Linked DNA regions of Mus musculus: region 2 is linked to region 1. A link is a contact called in public promoter capture Hi-C data. All regions are on one chromosome and are shown on one strand. Each heading gives the region's core, a stretch centred on a gene start, on an enhancer-like site or on the middle of the called end of the contact. The rest is flanking DNA. Distances are from core to core; before and after follow the strand shown. Region 1 holds the start of Rp2 (retinitis pigmentosa 2 homolog). Region 2 holds the start of Zfp300 (zinc finger protein 300).

The links. Capture Hi-C pulls out chosen DNA fragments and counts their contacts.
Region 2: a promoter capture Hi-C map of liver shows a contact between it and region 1, with 2.2 times the contacts expected there. The contact joins the promoter of Zfp300 here to the promoter of Rp2 in region 1.

What each region holds. Positions count from the first base shown.
Region 1 is chrX:20,361,948-20,366,339 of GRCm38.p6, reverse strand. It overlaps Rp2 (retinitis pigmentosa 2 homolog), which reads right to left and starts at 1,859. Exons shown (of 5, transcript NM_133669.5): 1 at 1,512-1,859. The coding sequence starts at 1,604.
Region 2 is chrX:21,087,392-21,091,783 of GRCm38.p6, reverse strand. It overlaps Zfp300 (zinc finger protein 300), which reads left to right and starts at 2,555. Exons shown (of 5, transcript NM_001358840.1): 1 at 2,555-2,778; 2 at 3,204-3,262. The coding sequence starts at 3,248.

The DNA of each region.
Region 1 (4,392 bases), core at 610-3,109:
ACTTTTACTTTTAGCCTGACACTTCTAAACAAAATAAGACAAACAAAAACTCTCTCTGCAGCAGGAAGTTCAAGTTTAAAGAGCATTGTTTAGCTAGGGATGCCACTCAGTGGTAGAATGCTTGCCTAGCATGGCTCAATACCCAGCGCTGGGGAGAAAAAATTTAAACAGCATTATTAGAAATCCCAAGGCTGTTGAAAATGAATACTTCAAAATCCTCCTACCAAATGATTTTGATGGGTACAATCTTCATATAAGACAGAAAATACAACACTTTCCTACATGACAAAATACTGCTATATAAGAGGAACAAAAGGCCACATGGCCTAAGAAAGGTTTCAGAGTCAAAGGCAAAAAGCTGAGCCTGAGAATTCAGCTTCCATTTGTTAAAAGCCAACATTTTGAAAATGTCATTTATATGAATGCCTAAATTCTGCTGGGGATTTGAAATGATGCAGGATGATTTGTCATACCAAACAAGGATGCAGGATGACTGGTTATAACAAAACAAGACTTTAGTACTTCTGGTCAAAGTTGTTGCATTAAGCAATAGTTAACTGTTCATGACACCCATTTAAAAGAACAAGCGTTCTTATTTTGTTTGAGAAACTATAATAATTGATGTCTATTAAGTGTTTTACAAAGCAACTACACTAAGAAGAAAAGAAGAACTTTGTAGAAAGAGGAACCATTGTGAAATGTATGCCTAAGTAAGTGTGTTTTGTGCAAGATTAGGAGACTTTTTCAAACCTTTTGAGATATATATATATATATATATATATATATATATATATATATATATATATATATATATATATATATATATATATATATATATATACACACACACATATGTATATATGTGTGTGTGTATGTGTGTGTGTACATATATATATATATGGCATTTTCGTTCATATAAAGCTGCAATAATAAACTACTTCCTGGTTTGTGTTGGGTACTTTCACCTTACACAATACACTCCAAGACTGCCTCAATTTTCATTATTCTTTTCTGATAAATGGAAGACGAGAATAAAGGTAGACATGAAACAGTCCATTTAATAACTGAGTAACACCAAGAGGCACCAAAAGCGATTTTCAGAGGAGAGCAGACAAAAGAGTAACAGCTTGGGAATACAAACCGCAGAAAAGATGAGAACCAGTCTTGCGTGTGTAATTCGACCACTGGACCAAACCCCTTTGGCCAACGCTGGTGAAATGAGCTGATTGGAGATTCAGCACCTTCCTGGCTCTTTCCCTCCCTGGAGTCCTTTCTAGAATCCGGAGTCGGGGTGCAGAGCCTACAGAGAGGCCCTGGGAGTCTAGTTAGGCTGACCACTAACTCTATGCCTCCTTTGGGCCCTTCACATCCCGCCCCCAAAGTCGTGCGACTTCAGCTGCCTGTGCGCGCCAGTGAAAGCCAGTTGTGGGCCACCCGCCAAACTGCCCGCTTTCATCTGCTGCAAAGGGCAGCCGAGGAGGGCCCAAAGCAAGGGATCCCCAAAACATCACCTTCTCCCGCTGGTCCCAGCTGTACAGCTTGGGCTGCTCCTCCTCTCCCTCAGCCTTTTCACTCTTCCTCCTCTTAGTGAAGCAGCAGCCCATGGTGCGGCCTAAGGGTCTTGGTAGTGGACCCCACTCGCTCAGACACCTTTCAGAGGGTGGCGGGAAGCCAGGGTGACTCGGCCAACAGCTCCCCGGACACCGCCCAGGGGAGCAGCCCCGCCGCCAGGAACCCTCAGCACTCCCGCCAGGCCCAACACCCTTCTCCGCCCAACCCCCTAGGTCTCCGTGACGACCTATGGCAACCAATAAGCGGGCAGCAGCCTCTGAGCCAATCAATGCCTCGCAAGCTGCTCTGCTCCTATGAGCTCAGGCCAAAGTATTCATTCACCAATCCTACGTCAGCGGGGGGCTGGCCAGCTCAGGTGCTCTCACCGAGGGCCCCGTCCCCAGGTCGGTCCTACTCCACCCCCAGCTTCTCCCCTCTAGTGAACTAGGCTGGGCTAGCTGGCTGCTGTTTGATTGGGCTGAGTACCTTTTCCTGACCCGGTGCTCAAATTTCGAAAGTTTCCAAAATTTAAGCTCTGGAGGGGATGCCATACAGAGTAGTGGACTTGTTTTATGACAAAAATTGCTAGGGAAAAAAATCTTGCTGATTTTGTAAAACAAATTTGTGTCCTTCACTCCTCCCTTTCAGTACCTTTCTAGGGAACCCACAAGCTTCTGGTCGAACTGTTCATGTCTGGTGTCTGTAGAGGTCAGGAGAGGGCTCAAATCTCCTGGTTACTAATAGTTGTAAGCCATCAAGCAAGTGCTAGGGAGCGAACCTGGATCCTCTGCAAGAGGAGCAAATGATCTTAAACACTGAGCCATCTCTCCAATCCTTTGAGGGATGTCTAAAAGCTTCCACTTATCTCTCCAAAATTGGACAAGTATTTAGGATAAAAACCTAGTATTGTCTCCTTACTAGAACAGTGAATCTGGGAGCAAAAGGATATTACAAAAAGGCATGTACCTTTGAATCTCTCAGCTTATGCATCCAATGACAGAAGCACATATAACCTTTTTCCAATCTCTTCCAAAAGACAGTAGTCCAACTATAGAGGGTAAGAGAGGCATGTTGACTCACCACAAAGGAGCTTTAGGAACTCAAGCAGTGCAAAGTCTAATAGAGGATATAAACCCTATCATATAAACAACCTGATCTGTTCAAAGCAAATGGTACAAAGTTCGCGTGAAAACATAAAAATATACACAATCATTAACATTTGTTGTATTTGGGTGGACTTTGAGTACAATGCCCATGTATTGCTTTCATAATAAGTTGATTTCTCTGAGATACAGTATTAAAACATCATGATAAGACATCAAATGCAGACTAGCACTTTCAAATTTGTTTATCTTTTTACTTGACCATACCTATCACATTTAATGTAGATTCTAAAAGAGCCTCTGACTCAATTTGGGCATTAAGATTGTTCCTCCTTTCACTTCCTGCCCTTTTTGTACAACCAGGAAGAAGGGTACAGTGCTTAAGAATTATAAATGACCTGAAAGTTAAGCTCCAGGTCTTGGACAATAAAAGCTGTGCATTACTGCCTTTTTCTTCAGTCAGATCAAAGTTCTATGTGAGGATAGTTTTGTATTAGAGCCCTGCTGCTAATTTATATTCATAGAATAGCAAAAGTTTGATCACTGCAGAGTGCAGAATAAGAAGCTGAAATCCAGGGATGAATCTGTGGTCACAATGAATGGAATTGAGCAAGAACTAGAAAAATTCAGATCCTCTGTCCCTCATGGATCATGTTCTTCATAAAGACACAACTCAATAAAACTAATTTTAGAGAAAGAATTTCTAAAACTCATTGCTTTGAGCACACCCTTTTAAAATTATTTGTTTATTTTATGTATGTGTGTACACTGTCACTCTCTTCAGACACAGCAGAAAAGGGCATCAGAGCCCATTACAGATGGTTGTGAACCACCATGTGGTTGCTGGGAATTGAGCTCAGGACCTCTGGGAGAGCAGCCAGTGCTCTTAACTGCTGATCCATCTCTCCAGCCCTAACTCATTGCTTTGAAACACATGCTCTTGAGAAACTCAAATCTGAAACAAAATCTAGATCAACCTGTAATTAGTTTTTAGAGATCCTCAAATAAAACTGAAGGCACTTGGTTAACTCTCATCTCACTGTCAGTCTAATCCCAAATCAAATTAAATCAAAATTAAATTGAAATCATACAAATTATAGCTGGGTGTGGCAATATATTCTCAGCATTTGAGAGTTAGAAGCAGAATGGAGTTCAAGACTGGCCTGGGCTACTTGAGACACTGTCTCTTCTTTCCATATAGCCCCCACCAACCCAAGAACAACCAGGATTAAAAAGCTAATACACAAAGATTAGTGATCTGTTTTGCTCTCTTGCTCTTTTTTCTTCTTCTTCAGAGGTGCTAGGGATTAAACTAAAGCCTTGCACATGTTATACCTACTAGGCAGGTGCTATACCACCAACATAAATCGTGAATACCTCCCTGTGCCTTTACAAAGTACTTTAAATTTTGAGAAAGGGTCTGGCTAAGTTGCCCATTAACCCAGACAGGCATTAAACTGAGTCCCCTGTTTTTGCCTCTCAAGTAGCTGGGATTAAAAGTCACCAGGCCTATGTCTCTCTGTCTTTATCTGTCTCTCTGTCTGACTCTGTCTCTGTCTCTGTCTCTGCCTTCTCCATGTCTCTCTTTAGTTCCTTCCACCATAAATTCCCATGACTTTTTTTGGCAAGCCAGCTCTGTCCTTACTAATCAGCATATACATTGCTGCCAACTGCCATTCTATCTCGAGTCCTGACTCTTCTGTCCCAGTGTGCAGAATGTACAATGAGCCCCTTATAC
Region 2 (4,392 bases), core at 1,306-3,805, 720 kb before region 1:
GCCTTTTCCCCAGGCATCCTCATTAGAGTGACATTATCTTTAAACCCTGCATAATAAATAATCCCTGGCTCTTCACCATGGTGCTCAAGGAAGTCAGGGAGAGCTAGAAATCCAACTTCTTTCTTAAAACCATCCAGGTTTTTGGATGTTTATCCTAAATGCTTCATTGTGGGAACAAACAATGTAGACTCCAAGCAAATTTGGAAGGAAGATTGTGCTACTAATAGACAAGAACACCACGTTATACAAGGTATTTGGAAGAGAAGCCAACTCTGGAGAAACAGTTTCCTTATATTCAGGGTAAAGTGGGTTTTGTGTTCACTAAGGAGGCAGTGCTCTTTATATACAAAGTGCTTTAAATCCCTAATCTATTTTTTCATTCTCATTTCTTACAAGGCACCCATAAATGTTGCTACTGTTTGTCTGCACAGTGGTTATGGGACTGTTGCTTCAGTGCCACATTTTATCATAGATGGGCACAAGTGGGTCCTGACTGGGGACACCGAGTATAGCTTCCCACTTACTAAAAAGATCTAGGCCTTCTGCCTTTGTGGGTCATTTTCCTGTAGCTACTTCCACTAACACCACTTCTGCTGTTGCTGGAGGAGTCAGATAAGGATACAACACTTGGTCTCTAATCATCAAAAAATAAGCAACTCATTTGACCTTATGTGAGAAACATGGAAATAAAGGCTTACTTGTCTTTAAATGTTTCTTTGGGTTTTGTGTGGGGACTCCAAAGCAAAACTCTTTACATGGTACAAATGTGAGCTGCCACTGAATTATGGACCCAGATCCTCTCCCCTTGCACAGTTTTCATATGAGGTAGTAAATGTGAACACGGGCCATGAATGAACAGTTAGTAACAGTGCAACTGAAATGGGTATGAATTAGTGTGATTGGCAGAGTGGGAAGAAGTGAGAATCATGAGAGCATAGCAAGCTGAAATGCTGTTGAAAATGTCACTCAGCTTGAGTCTTGTGCTCCTGGAAAGCAGGGATGAAGCTCCCTATCTGTTTCCTTTTGTGGTCCAGTAAAAGGCTAACTCTCCAGGTCCCTGTCTTTTCTGGCTCTGGCTGCCACAACAACATGCCAGCATAAACACTAGGAAGTTGCTTTCTCATAGTTCAGGGAGCTGGGAAAGGCAACGTCAGCTGATTTGGTTTGGGGTAAAAGTTGTCTTTCTTGTTTACAAATAGCTGTGTATTACTGCATTGTCATGTGACTTGATTTATGTGTGAACAAAAAATAAGTAAACTCTTATGTGTCTTTTATTAGTCCACCAATTCCATTGGAGCAGGGTTCACCCTAACAACATTATCTAATTCTAATTACTTTCCAAAGACTACATTCCAAATAATAGTGCATTGGTTTGGGGAGGATACACAAATCCATAGCACTCCCCGTGCCTTTTCCATATTCTGAAATAAGACCCAAGTCATCCATGCTCATGGCTCAAGGATGACTGCTCTATTGATGTGTCTTTATAAAAACCCTAACCCTAACCCTTCTTCCTTGTCTTTAGTATATTTTTCATTAATAAAAAATGTCTCTATTGCAATAGCCATGAAAAAGAATCACTTAGTTGACCCTTACATGTTACGTCGGCTTTCACGTGGTAAAATGATAATGCAGTGTCTGCAGTCTAAAGCTGGATCAGTCTCCTGTTGGTTCCTCCATGACTGTAGAAGACCCTGAGATGGGTTCCATAGGACCCAGAGCCTGGCATAGGCACTTTCCCAAATCTCTCTGCCACATGTTTCCAGGAATGTGGGTATGCGGGGTTGGGGGTGAGGTGTCACAGTCAGGACTTTGTGGACTCTCCTCCTCATCTCTAAGCCACAACAACGTTGCCTGCGTTTTTGTCTCCAATTTTCCTTGCACCTGAGTTTACCAGCGTCACTTTCTTCAGTATCCCTTTCTCTGAGCACAGACTCTTACTGCCCTTAGATTTGCATACGTCAGCATCCTGGTATTTCCCATACAGAGGATCATACCAATCTGAGTCTTCTTCACAGCTAGCCTAAATAAAATATGCCTACCTCTCTAGTGGTATTTCCTTGAAAGAACTACCAACTCCATGATTTCTCCCCGTGTCCATAATGGTGCTGCTCTTTAGAGGAACGCATTGTTCTCTGCTCTGATTCTCTTTTACCCCATATAGTTCCCAGGAAGGGTAGCAGCGTTCCAGATCTTCCCTCACCCAATCCCGTCTCCTCTTGGTATCTCCCTGCCCAGGGGTCGGGGTGGGGATACGGAGCTGGGGTTGTAGCCCTTAGCTCTAAAGGTCGCCCGTCTTAGTGTGCCTCTGTCCAAGTGTTCAAATTCCTCAAAAAAATCTCATCTCCTTTAAACATTGAGGCAGATTTTTTTCTCCGCTGTACGAAACGGCAAAAGTTATAAAGATGTCTGCTCCCTTAAAAACACGGCTTATTGGCGCATCCATTTTTCCTGCCTGCAAATTCAATCCTTGTGGTAATCAAAATATTTTAGGTCCGCTAGCGCTGACAGCTTCAGGAAGGGCTACTGCGCATGCGCAAGTTTAGTGCTCGCAGTAACTAAGGCGGGGAAAAGGACTAAAAAGTGGTTATCTCAGGAAGTTATGACTGATACGGGAAATATAAAAGAGACTTTGCCGGCATAAGAATTCAGATTTTAAGATCGGAGAAGAGAGTGAAGGAGTGCAGAGTTCATTCAGAGCGGAAGTGAGCAGGCTGGCACTCTGCAGGCGGAGTGAGACAGACAAGTGCAAACACACTGCAAACACGAATTTACTCGGTGAGTACTTGGGGAGGGGCTCAAAAATGAGAATTGAAAATGTGGGCGGGAGGCTGCAGGCTGAGTGATGGAGATCCCTTAAATGAGTGATCTGTAGAGGCTTTGATGGAGGCGGGTAGTGAAGTGAATGATGGGAATATTTGGGGTTTGTAATGAGCGTGCAGTAGAGTGATAGGGTCAGTAGTGTAAGTGATGTTGAGCTCTGTGGAGTATTGCAGTTGCCTATGAGGACCCTGATAGAGCTGTGTTGTTGGATAATGAGGATCTGCGAGGGAAAACAAATTCCCTTTCGCATTTTTCTTAGCTATATACCGTGGCCATTTTACCTGCTGGCATTTGTGAATTTCTGGCATGGTGATTTGGTGAACTTTCAGTCTGCGTATCCTTGCCATCTGAAACTCTTTTTTTCTTCTCCCTCTCAACAGTTCTGCCTTTTTAGGCCTTTGGCTTCTCTCCACAACAGTCAGTCATGACTGAGTCCCAGGTAAGTTCTTATTTGCTTCTCCCAGTTATCCTCTGCCCATATTAGGATAGAAGCAATATGGTCTAGTGGTTAAGACTATAGAATCTGCAGCTAAATTGCTCTTAACAGCATTATGAGCTTACCAAAGCTCTCTGTGCCTTAATTTTCTTAACTGTAAAATGGGAATGGTTAAGATAATAACGATAATATCTACCTTGTATGGTGATTGTGAAGGTCAATTGAATTAATATATGTTTAGAACAATGCTTTGATACATATATAATAAACTTTATATGTGAGTATATGAATTATTGCATTATTATTTATTCTATAAGGCCGATACATATAAACACAAACTTTAAGGATATAGAACAAGACCAGCACAAGAGTGTGAGTGTGTCATAGGATTTTATATTTTATGTTAAAATACAGTTAATTTTCTGAGCTTTCTGTAAGCCATAACATAAGAGGAATGAAACATATTCACTTGTATCTCATTATTAAAGAAACAGTAAGCCACTTCCACGGGTGCACAAACTTCCTAGTGTTGGTCAGACAGTCCTCTGATGGGTCCTTCAAGTCCTTATTAGAAAACACAAGGCTAATATTGCTCTGTTGTAACTTAAATTATTTTCCTGTCAACCAAAGGTGTCTTGCTAAAACAAAACTAAAAAGGATGTGACTGTTCAGGAAAGCCAAGCCAAGCCTACAACAAATATGTCCTGGACTACATGTGAATAAAAACTTGATGACCAAGAAGACTATATAAGCCATATGTCCTTCATATTCTTTTCCAGAATGTTTTTCATTTTTATGATCTAGAAGGAAACCTTGAGAAATTCAGAGGGTTGTCCATTTACTTTTAGCCTCAAAATTCATAACATCTCTGAATATTTTACATTTTTTTCTTTTCTGCTCTTCTTTAACAAGTCTACTATTTCATCTTCTTTTTTCTTCATACAAAAGCAGCATAGGACCAAAAATTCAAACTTCTTTAATAAGTGTAGTCACACATGCTTATTATCCCAATTTTCAGGAGGTCCAGAATTCGAGGGTAGCCTTGGTTACCTAGTGAGTTCCAGCCTAGCCTATGTAGCAGACTGTGTATCCAAAAAAATCAAGGGTTAATTCAACACCCCCCCCCAGAGAAA